Linked DNA regions of Triticum aestivum: region 1 is linked to region 2. A link is a contact called in public Hi-C data. All regions are on one chromosome and are shown on one strand. Each heading gives the region's core, a stretch centred on a gene start, on an enhancer-like site or on the middle of the called end of the contact. The rest is flanking DNA. Distances are from core to core; before and after follow the strand shown. Region 1 holds the start of LOC123053991 (inositol phosphorylceramide glucuronosyltransferase 1). Region 2 holds the start of LOC123053990 (phosphoenolpyruvate carboxylase kinase 2).

The links. Hi-C and Micro-C count contacts between places; a contact is called where the count stands out from the background.
Region 1: a Hi-C map of leaf shows a contact between it and region 2, with 6 times the contacts expected there. The contact joins the promoter of LOC123053991 here to the promoter of LOC123053990 in region 2. A contact is called at or near these places in 1 of 5 Hi-C or Micro-C datasets (leaf) and 1 of 1 datasets of contacts at active chromatin or transcription factors (leaf).

What each region holds. Positions count from the first base shown.
Region 1 is chr2D:484,875,621-484,881,360 of IWGSC CS RefSeq v2.1, forward strand. LOC123053991 (inositol phosphorylceramide glucuronosyltransferase 1) reads right to left here and starts at 3,038. Exons shown (of 10, transcript XM_044477623.1): 1 at 2,694-3,038; 2 at 2,160-2,280; 3 at 1,742-1,927; 4 at 717-865; 5 at 203-310; 6 at 1-99. The coding sequence starts at 2,924. It overlaps LOC123053992 (protein root UVB sensitive 2, chloroplastic), which reads left to right and starts at 3,215. Exons shown (of 10, transcript XM_044477624.1): 1 at 3,215-3,390; 2 at 3,496-3,627; 3 at 4,717-4,805; 4 at 4,886-4,970; 5 at 5,137-5,196; 6 at 5,282-5,375; 7 at 5,495-5,592. The coding sequence starts at 3,379.
Region 2 is chr2D:484,634,357-484,639,575 of IWGSC CS RefSeq v2.1, forward strand. LOC123053990 (phosphoenolpyruvate carboxylase kinase 2) reads right to left here and starts at 2,890. Exons shown (of 2, transcript XM_044477622.1): 1 at 2,010-2,890; 2 at 1,403-1,806. The coding sequence starts at 2,823. The coding sequence ends at 1,751.

The DNA.
Region 1 (5,740 bases), core at 1,788-4,287, 240 kb after region 2:
GAAGGGAAGAATGAATAAAAATTTGACCACCAGCTGATCATGAGGGTTCCTTCCCCCACCGGTTCCCGGAAGAGATTCTTCAAGTTTTTGCCTAACATCCTGGAATCATACAGAGCATAAATATATCACCAACATGCTACTAATTCACTTTCACAAAATATCAAATATAAGTAAACAATAGATAAATGAGATGGAATTTTACCTGCCATATCTCCACAGGTTTTACAAGCCAAGCTGTCCACCAGTCCCAGGGTTTAAGGGGACCTAGTGTGTAGTGAATAACTCTAAGTTCCTTCTCATCAACCATCCACTATAACATAAATTAGATCATGAGTCCCAAACAAAGCATCATGCTCTATAAAACTCATGTAACTAACATCTAATGGGCACCCAAAAAAGGTTTGGTATTGTACTTTTATGAGCACGAGACAACAAATAAGTATAAAAGTAAACACACATATTGTCTTAGTTTGTGATATCAGTGACCTTCCATACATTCAAAAGACTAGAATAGTTGTGACTTGCATACCTTACTGGAATCTATTTCTTTGCAACGACAAGGTTTAAATAACATGGAATACAGTAATGGCTGGCATATATATTTTTTACAGAGAAACAAGATAAGGCGCATGCAGTATCAGTTTGCAAAAAAGGTTATAATTAGTCAGATAAATACTAATGTGTTAGTCATTATCAGTGCACATAAAGAATATTACCTTGTTGGCTAGCATGTAAAGACCAACATCAGCATTATACAAGGTAGAAAGGCGCTGTGTCTCCGGTTCAGGTGTTAAAGGTGAGTCTGGCTCATACACGCGGGAGTTAGCAAAATCAGCATAATACGAATTAAGAAAACCTTGATCCCCTGCATTGATTAATTCAGCACCCCGATTAAATACAGCACATAAAATCAACTACAATGCTAAATATAATCATCAACGGACCAAAATAACTTCCAACTGGGCATCATATATCTTCCCAAAACCATGGGCTAAGTTTCCTTAGACTATTTCCACGATGATCGTATTGCCCTCCTCTATCTTTAACATACCCAGCGAGAGAATAGGTTTTGATGTTGAGGGGGGTAGTAGTGTCCTCAACATTACGCATGATCGGGAATCATAAGAAGATGTGAGTACTCTACAAGCAGGTTCTGCAGCCACAAGCTGTTAACACCTGAGAGTACTGATGGTGTGTATGAACTGCGAGTGGGGAATTTCTGCAGAGGACGGGATAGCTTGAGGATTGCCCTAGTGATGCCATTGTAAACTAAAAAGAGGACCTGACGATGCATGAAAAAGACTAAACAAATCATCATAAATGCTGGTCAAAACAGGCCAAAGAGAGCAGCAGGGCTGAAAAATTCAGGTGTGATTGAAAGGGGCTGAAAAATTCAGGTCTATTTATGAAATAACTTTTGTTTACAACTTTACATGCACTAACATGCCAAATCTATGAAAAGTAACACACTGAAGCGAATAATTAATTACTTTACATTTTGAGAGTAAAGTCTCTAAAAGCACTTACCAAGTTACCCGTATGAAAAAAACATTTTTCTTATATAATTAGTCTCTTCCATTAGGTAAATGCGATCTGTCTCAAGTTTATTGCACAAGAATTATTTTATTATATGGACTAGCATGCACTGAAATTTAATAGATGTGAGCAAACTGTTCACAGCCAATCAGCTTGTGTTCTCCAAACAATTGCCTGAATATAATAGGAAAAGAAGTGCATTGACCTCCAGTGTAGGAAGGCAACCGATCTACTTGACTAATCATATCCTTGAAAACAGTTTCAGATGGCTCCACAACCATCACTCCGGAATTCATTCTTTCAGAATGCTTCAAGTTCCCACAGAACTTCCCGCACTTGAAAACATCCTCGATACTTCTTACAACTACAGTATCTGCATCAAGATAAACAACTGGGAGAACAGCAACCTTTTAGAATAGTAATACAAAAAATGATAGCGAAAGAGATGACAGAAAAAAATACTTAGAAGAAATAAAATATTATTGTCATTTCGAAATAGATGGCCGTAGCCCTGCTCATTCAGTTCAGAGTAGAGGTTGATAATATGATTATCATTTTCAAACAGACGGACTTGGTGACAGAAATAAAGAAGCAAAATCACTTAAATTATTATCAGAACGTACCCTTTTTGTAGCTTGTCATGTTGAATATCTTCAACTTTGTGTAGACACCCCAAAACCTCGTTGGTCTCACTTGGTTAGGATTAGCCAGTAAAGTTATACGCTTCACGATCCAACCATCAGCCTAGAATTTATCTAATGTTAGATTCAATACGGGTTAGTTTGAAACATACACCGAAACTGCTTTGCAGGTAAGAAGATTTAGAAATAATGTTCATTGTAGATTTGTAGTGTGGCATCTTCTGAAGTGGCTCGTTTTTTTTTTCAGGAATCTTCTGAACTAATACGGACTAGAATGACAAATTTTTCATCACCATTCTGCGCAAACCTATCATAACCCATCATGAATTTTGTACACTGAGATCACAGCGAGCACCCCTAATAAACTCCTAAAATAAGCAGCAACATCCTCCTTGCATCTCCATTTCAACCAGTTGGTTCATCAACCCCAAACAACTCTGCGCTAAAGCTACTACTTCACCGAAGCATACTAAATCTACCGCTAAATTCGTGGGCGTTGGGTAGTATTCCGCAAACCTCGAGGAGCTGCCGCGAGTACTCGGAGACGCCGTCGGAGACGAGCACGACCATGTCGCGCCGCGTGCCCGTGTCGCGGATGGACTTGCCGAGGACGCGCACGCCGAGGACGAACTCGTCGCCGTAGAGCAGCGTGACGTAGGCCTCCTCCGTCGCCGCGGCCGCGCCGGCGAGCAGCGCCGCCGCGACGAGGGCGGCCAGCAGGGGCAGCCTGGACGGCGGCGGTCCCATCGAGGCCCTGCCCGCGCGGGATCTCGCCACGGCGGCCTTCCAGTCGGAGCTGCTCGGGATCGGGAGGTTGTCCAGTGCTATGGTGATCTTCTCATGGCAATAGAGATGTGTTCGGTCAAATGAGTTCGCCCAGTTTGGACTTGTCACGGCGGCTCGGTCGACGGTCGTCGAGGAATGGGCCGGGCCGTAGCGGGCCGCATCAGGCTCGGCCTCCTAGCCTGCTCGGCCCGCTTTCGCCGCAGAAGCAGTTCACGGCCTCTTCTGAGGAAGAAAAACTCACACGGCGACACATGTGACAGAAGAGGAGTTGGAGTCCCCGCCCTCTGCGACCGGCTAACCCACATCCCTTCCCCTGCCGCCTCGCCGCCGGCCGCCGGCCGCCGGCCGCCGTCTCGGTCGAACCGACCGGCCCAAAGGAAGAAGACGAGGCGGGGCCTCTCCGCGTCGCGCCCCCATGGACATACTCGTAAGCGCAGCAACCTTACCTCGCAATCCTTTATCCCTGCTCCCCGCGCGCCGCAGTTCCTCCCGGTTAAATTCTCTCTTAGTTTTGTGCGCCAATCTTCCGCAGGAGAAAATTCGCGGAGGCGGCGACAAACCGGCCGCGATGGAGACGCCCCGGAGGCCGGAGTCGTGGGTGGAGATTTCAGAGTCCGTCTCGCGGCTCTGCAGCTTCGACGCCGGCGGGGGCGGCGGCGTATCTGTAAGCCTTGTACATTTTCCCTTGTGGTTACTAGTTTTCTATGAACTTTCAGGCTCGCATCGTTTTTTTATCCTTCGTGTGCCGACCAGGATTACGCATGAAACTAGGACGACAGTGAAAAATGGTGTTTTCAGTTAAAATCAGATTAGATTTCCCCTCTAGCACCTGAAATTGGAGTGCCAAATATCTGAATTCCCTATCTATTGTTGCAAGGGGCTCGTCACAAAATACATACTTGGCCAATATATTACTCCCTACATTCACAAATATAAGTTGTTTTGGATATTTCAATATGGACTGCATACGGACTGAAATGAGTGAACATACACACTAAAACGTGCCTGTTTACATCTGATTCAGAAAAAAGTTGCAACATCTTATATCTGTGAACGGAGGGAGTAACTTCTTACTACCTCCGTACCAAAATATAAGACGTTTTTGTTGGCTAAAGTAGCCACAAAATCGTCTTATATATTGATACGGAGGAAGTATTTTTCAAGAAAGAATCAATCAGTTTGGCGATAGAGACCAACATATCAATCATTAAATTGACTTAGTGTGAATAACAATGTGCCTGTTCGACTCTGTTGTCATTTCTGAAATTTAAAACTGTTATTATGAGCCTACTATAGTTTTAGTACTGCCCAGTTAAAAAATGAATCTTGGAGCTAACACAAATAAAGGTATAAACAATAACCACACTGCTAGATGCTTCAGTTTACACAATAGTACAGTAGCTAATTTGTAGCACTGCTTCATCTTTGCCCTGAGTGTTTTTTGGACAGAAAGTGTAGTACATAGTTTGGTGTGATTGTTTAACTGGTGGGATATGTTACATATCATATGGCCCTTTGTTCCAATGATACAATGGACTATCAACCTTGCAAATTGTTGTTTGAATTTGTTTACAGCAAGCAGCTTTTTCCCCTTCTAGGGAAATGTTTACTGCTTACCTAGATAACTAAAAATCTCAGTATGAGCAAGCATAATTGTGTAGTCAAAGTACTGGAATGTTACTTTCATGATAGTTATATAGTTCAGTGTAAATTCTCTGTTATCGTATTAGTTATAGCTCCTATTTTCCTGTAGGTAAAACTTATCCAGGATAACAGGATGGCACATGATAAGTTAGTTGATTCTTTCTTGAACAAGTTTTTTCCATCTGGTTATCCATACAGGTATGAGTTCCCGAATCGTTGACATTCTTGATACTCTGATGGACGACGTTATTTGATGAGTTTTGCTCTTGCTCATGCAGTGTGAATGAGGGTTACCTGACATATACCAAATTCCGAGCACTCCAGCATTTTTCTAGTGCTATGCTGCATGTGCTATCGACCCAGGTCAGTTCATCTGGTTGCTGTTATTCGTTAGCAATAAGAGTTGTCATTGGATAATGTGTGTCATTTCCATGAACTTTAGCCGCTTTCTAGATACTTAAATTATTTTTACCTACTTTTTTTGATGAGCAAACATGGTACCTTCTACTGACTGTGGGCTGCGGCTCAGTCTTTATTATTTGCTGCAGGTCTACGACCTACCCCTGCGCAAGCAACGGCTGTAAGTTGGGTAAGCATATGCTGACAGAGATGCTAAAGTTTCTAGCAGGTAGTACGGCCGAAACATCTTTGCTGATTTTCTGTAACCATTTCAGATTCTAAAAGATGGAATGCAGCACGCAGGAAAGCTCATCTGTAGCGGCATGGGGGCAAGAATGGATTCAGAGCCAAAGAGTTGGAGGATATTTGGTGGGTAATCATCATATTAACCGTGTTACCCATTTTCTGATATTTATGCTTGTTTGTGTTCTTCTACTGAAATTTTCTTTCTAAGCTACATCATCGATGCCTCTTTTTTTTGGTGCCAGCTGATGTTCTCTATGATTTTGGTACTGCCTTGGACTTCATTTCACCACTGTGTCCACAACTTTTTCTTGAAGTGGCAGGCTTGGGAAATTTTGCAAAGGTGCGGATTTAACTTGCATGTGCTGCACTTCAAATGGCACGTATATTGCAATACAATCTTCTGTTCACATTGCGCGTTTAATTTTTCGAGGGCTTACTCAAAGATAAAACGACTGTCATCTGCGCCTGATGGTTATATGAAATGACTG
Region 2 (5,219 bases), core at 1,640-4,139:
TTTAATTATTTCAAATTATTTTATTTGGAACTGGAACATTTTCGCGGATATTTTTTTTACTTTTTAGAAATAAGCCTTAGCTAATACAGTATAATAAAGGCCTGTTCGGAGTCCCTCCACTCCGTGACTCCGCTCCCGGAGTAGCCCGAGCCGCAGTTCAGAATCCTGGTGCAGCCAGCAGGGGAACAGCTACTCCGTGGATCCTTGGATTTGGTGGAGCCGGTGGTTTCCCGAACAGCTCCTAAATATACCCATTGTTATTTTCAAAATTTCAACCGCTCAAAAATTCAAGATAGATCTAATTGTGCTTTTCTACTTATTTCTGCTTGCTCTGGCTTGGACCTTTTATGGCAGATCTTGGCGCACAGACTCCTTTTTTCTATATTTGTGGGAGCTCTATTTGCCTCTACCATTCTATGAGTTGCTTTCTTTTCTTCGGAGATTTATATTCTTTCTCCTTATTTTGGAATAGGTTTTGCGGGTGCTCGCATTATTTCTGGATTTAGTTCAGGATTTCCGGCGATGCGCGTTTAGTGGGAGTAGACGTTCCCGTCAACTACGAGACGCGTGTGGTGACTTCGTCAATCTCAAGATGATATATCGGCTCAGTCTTTCGGACGAAGGTGTTCATAGGGGTAGGGTTTGCATGCGTGTTCATCCGGATAAGTGTATGCGCGCATATATGAGCGTCTACATCTTTACTGTATTCTCAATTTTATTTTATTTTGCAATTTTGCAATTTGTTTCGTCACACGTTGGTCACAAGTCAAGACAGCTATCCCATCCCTAAAAAAGACAAAGATAGCTATCTCATCAGGCAAACTTTTTCTTCAAAAACAGCTCTTTTTTTTACGGATATTTCAAAAACAGCTCAAACGTACTTCCTTCGTAAATAAATATATCACTACTTCTTATATTTCTTTACGGAATGAGTACAGGAAAACCGAGACAAAACGGACGGATAAAGTAGCTCATCCCAAAGATAAGGTGGGGCTTTTTTTGTTGCGGGAAGATAATGTGGGGTTATCCAGTTGGCTTGTTCGTGGCCACGTTACTAACCTGCAACTTAACAGGATGTTAACAAAACTGTCGACATTGGTGTGGACGGGAAACAACAGATACGTCCCTGGAGTGTTTCGGTGTACTAGACCACAGCGCTGAAGGGGACCGAAACATGCCATAGGTGTCAACAACGTAGAGAAAGGAGGTAGTACTAGTAAAACGAACAGAGCTGTCAGTTATATTTTGCGTCCAAGCGAAGGGAAAAAAGAAGGCAAGACAGATGGATAAATGTCACCATAATAATCGTATCCCGTACATGCACAGCTCAGTGAAGTACCCATGTGGAAGTGGATCAGATGATGCACTAAACCTTCATATCACAACGGGGCAAAGAAGCACATATACGAACAAGGATCAACTTATTTAGTACTCGATTTTATACAAGCACGCAGGCAGGGTTAGATTGTACATGAGCAGCAGCGTATCCCAGCACACGCAGAAACCGAACAGGCAGGCGTTCTCTAACCAAGGCAGTAAAAAAAAGCCCAGAAAGAAAAAAGGAGAAGAAAAAAAGATAGCTCCTAGAGCCAAACCCTGGCTGGCTCCTCGGCACGCTGGATTTATACGTACAATGGTACCCCAAGCTCTCTACTACTGCTACTTCGCACACTCTCGTCGTATATACAAAGACGCTGGACACGTTGTCTCCACGGGAAGAGTCGACGTACGTGGGCCTGCTACGGGCTCCTCAGGTTGGCTGCACCGCCTCTCGGGCGCCCCCTCCGCTCACGATCCACGGGTGCCCTGCGATCATCAATCAATTTGATTCAGATCAAGATAAGTTGAGTAATTAAGAAACTGATACGAACGGGTTGAATAATCTAGAGAACGAATCGTGCACTTTTGGAGAAAACAATTCCTCAGATATTCCAAATGCATGCAGCACTTCCCAATCTAAAGAAAGAAAGAATCTGAGGTTGTGTACGGGCGGGCGGGCGGGCGCTTACGGAGGACTTGCTCCGCGGAGAACCTTCGGGAGACGTCGCGGCACATCATGCGCCGCATCAGGTCCTTGGCCAGCGGCGACACCCCGGCGAACAGCCTCGGCGGGAACCGGGGGCTCCCGCGCAGCACGGCGGCGAACACGTCCGACGCCGTCTCGCCGCTGAAGGGCAGCGCGCCGCCGGTGAGGAGCACGTACAGGACCACCCCGGCGCTCCACACGTCGGCCTTCTCCCCGTACTCGCCGCCCGCCACCACCTCGGGCGCCACGTAGTGCGGCGTGCCCACCAGCCCCCGCGCGCCCTCCCCGCCGCCGACCAGCGCCGCCGACCCGAAGTCGGCGAGCCGGGCGCGCACGGGGCCCTCACCCCCGCCGTCGGGGGCGTCGAGGAGCACATTGTCCGGCTTGACGTCGCGGTGCGCGACGCCGCGGCGGTGGCAGATCGCGAGGGCCTCGGCGAGCTGCGCGGCCACGGCGGCGGCCTCGGGCTCCGGGACGGGCGCGCCGTGGCGGAGGCGGACCCAGTCGAGCAGGTCGGGCCCGGCGCAGAGGTCCATGACCACGTGCGTCCACGCGTCGTCCTCGTACACCGCGTGCACCTGCACGACCCCGGGGTTGCCCGCGGCGGCCAGCTGCGCCAGCTTGGGCTCCAGCTCGGCCAGGCCGCGGTCGAGGTCGTCGGCGAGGAGCGAGCGGTCGACCGACTTGACGGCGTAGAGGTCGCCGGTGGAGCGGGACGCGCAGCGGCGGACGACGCCGAAGCGGCCGCGCCCGATCTCCTCCCCGATCTCGTAGTCCCGCTCGAGTTCCTCACTCATGGGCAGATCTGTGTTTTTTTTTACCCTCTCGCAGTGCTTTTCTGGGGGGATAGTTGGTTCGCGAACCGGGGGCCGCCTATTTAACGGGGCGCCCCAACTTCGGGCTGCCGCCGAATATGCGGATCCTGCTCGACCGGACCATATTCCAGTTTTACCCTCGCGTTGGTTACTACTCCTTCTACTATGCAGCTCCGTTTAAGGTTGTCTTGTTCAGATACAATGCCCGTAACGTAATCTTATCCAGTCCTATCACAATTGCAATTAGTAGGATACATTTGGATCACACGACTAATCAACCTGAGTCTTTGTCAAACACTTCATTATTTCCTCATACTACTAGTTTAATTAGCTTTATTTACCAACCAGGACCTCGTCGTCATTTACAATGTCCATGATCATAGCTCATGTTTTCGAGAAGATTCCATGTGGACCCAATGCATAATAACTAATTAATCCATATTTGATAATTACTAAGTGGCTGGTGCACAACGACTGCCTCCACGTGGTAGAGAGCCACTGCGTCCAGGAGACACGTAAGCAGTCAAACAAACACCGTATTCTAGCAAGCGCGTGACTTGGCGGCCACATTGGAGTGGCAAGCCGCCACGTCGACGTAGACCGCCGCGCTACGAACCAGAGCACGGTTCCATCGTCGACCGTGCGTTTCGCGCTCCGCCACCGTAGCGCCACAAAACAGTACCGGCTTTTGGCAAAAGCTTCGGCCGTCAGCGGTCCGGTGGGCCTCCCGCTCCGGACGGCCCAAGGTACGGGTTCGTCCACACGTACGTACGTACGTCTCCCCGGACCTCCCTCCGGCCACAAACCTCCGCCGCGTGCAGGGACGTGGCCGCTTGCCCCGCCGTGACGGGAACGGGGGATAAAGGGACCCGCATATCCGTTTCTGATAAGATCACCTAGTTATATAAGCCATGTGTCCTCCTGCGCCTCTCACGTATCTGTCGCCACGGAGAATATATTTTGGGGGGTCTGCACTTGACACTTAACACTTTTTCGCTGGGAATGCGATTCTGTTTTCTTTTTCAAATCGCATGTGGCGCTGTGGACTCGTTCATACGGAATAGTTTAGTTGGCACTAGCTCGTCGTGGAACATAAACAGATACGGAGATCGGCCTCGCATCTTCATGCCACTTCCTGGCACATTGTGTTTGTGCTGCAGTATTTTGTGTGAAAATGCCGATAAGATATTCCGACTATTTTTCAGTTCTATCCGAGCATATGCCGTTTAAGATCCGTTTAGGTGAACCACTTGCCATCAGTGTATTCAGAAGACTTAACGCGCTAATGTCAGGGCATTTGTCCATCTGAGTCCACATGCAAAGGCTAGAAGCATGGACGGAGCTACAAGGGTAGTGCCTTTTTTTTTTAGATTTACAAGGGTAGTACTTGGGTGTACAAGTGTACACCCATTATTTTTGCAAGAACGTTGACTGCTTATGTAAAATACACACATATGCAAAATAATAATAATTAGAAAACGGTTGTAAAGTTATGATTTTAACGAAATATGTACACCCAAGTGTGGATGTTAGCTCCACCACTGTCTAGAAGGTGGCTATATCACGGGGAAAGGACAAAACCGGTGATATCATCTAATTAAAAGCTGATTTTGGTATGAAAAATGTTTCGCAACTCAAACCATTTGTCCAATTCATAACTCAATTTCATTATCGGTTCTTATCGACATTTTCCGTACTAGATCACACGTGAATAAGTTTCGTTGAAAATTATTATTAAGGTATTTGATTCAACACAAAACCGGCAGGATTAAAAAAAATACGAGAATAAGAAAAGACATAACAACTATATGCCATATACTATATGATAATGTGTTTGTTAAAAAGAATATTTGATTGTACCATGCCAACCTATCCAAATTCCATGCATTAGAAAAAAAAGCTATTTCTAAAATGTTTGAGTCAATGGGAATTCAAGATTCTGAAAATATGAGAATAACAAAAACATAAAGAACTAGAAGTCATAGCATGTTAAATTTCTACAAGAATTGTGAACACATAAAAAATTGTAACAAAAGTCATTTTGTTGCACCACACAAAACGCATGAACTTTTTGACAGATTGGATGTTTGCCATAGTTGCACTACAAACAAATAAATTTTTCAATAAAGTTGGGCTCAATAGAAATTATTCCTTGGAACCGCATGCAAAATAGTGCGTTTAAAAAAGTCTTCGATCTTCAATCCTACTAATGAAACAACTCAAGAAAAATTTCAAAATAATAGAATCCTCCAAAGTTTCTGTACAGTTATTTTGAATCATATAGACCCATAATGCAGCGGAATACAATTTTTACAGGAAAAGTTATAGAACATAACCCATAAATCAGACATTTCACGTATAATAAATTTCAATCTTCT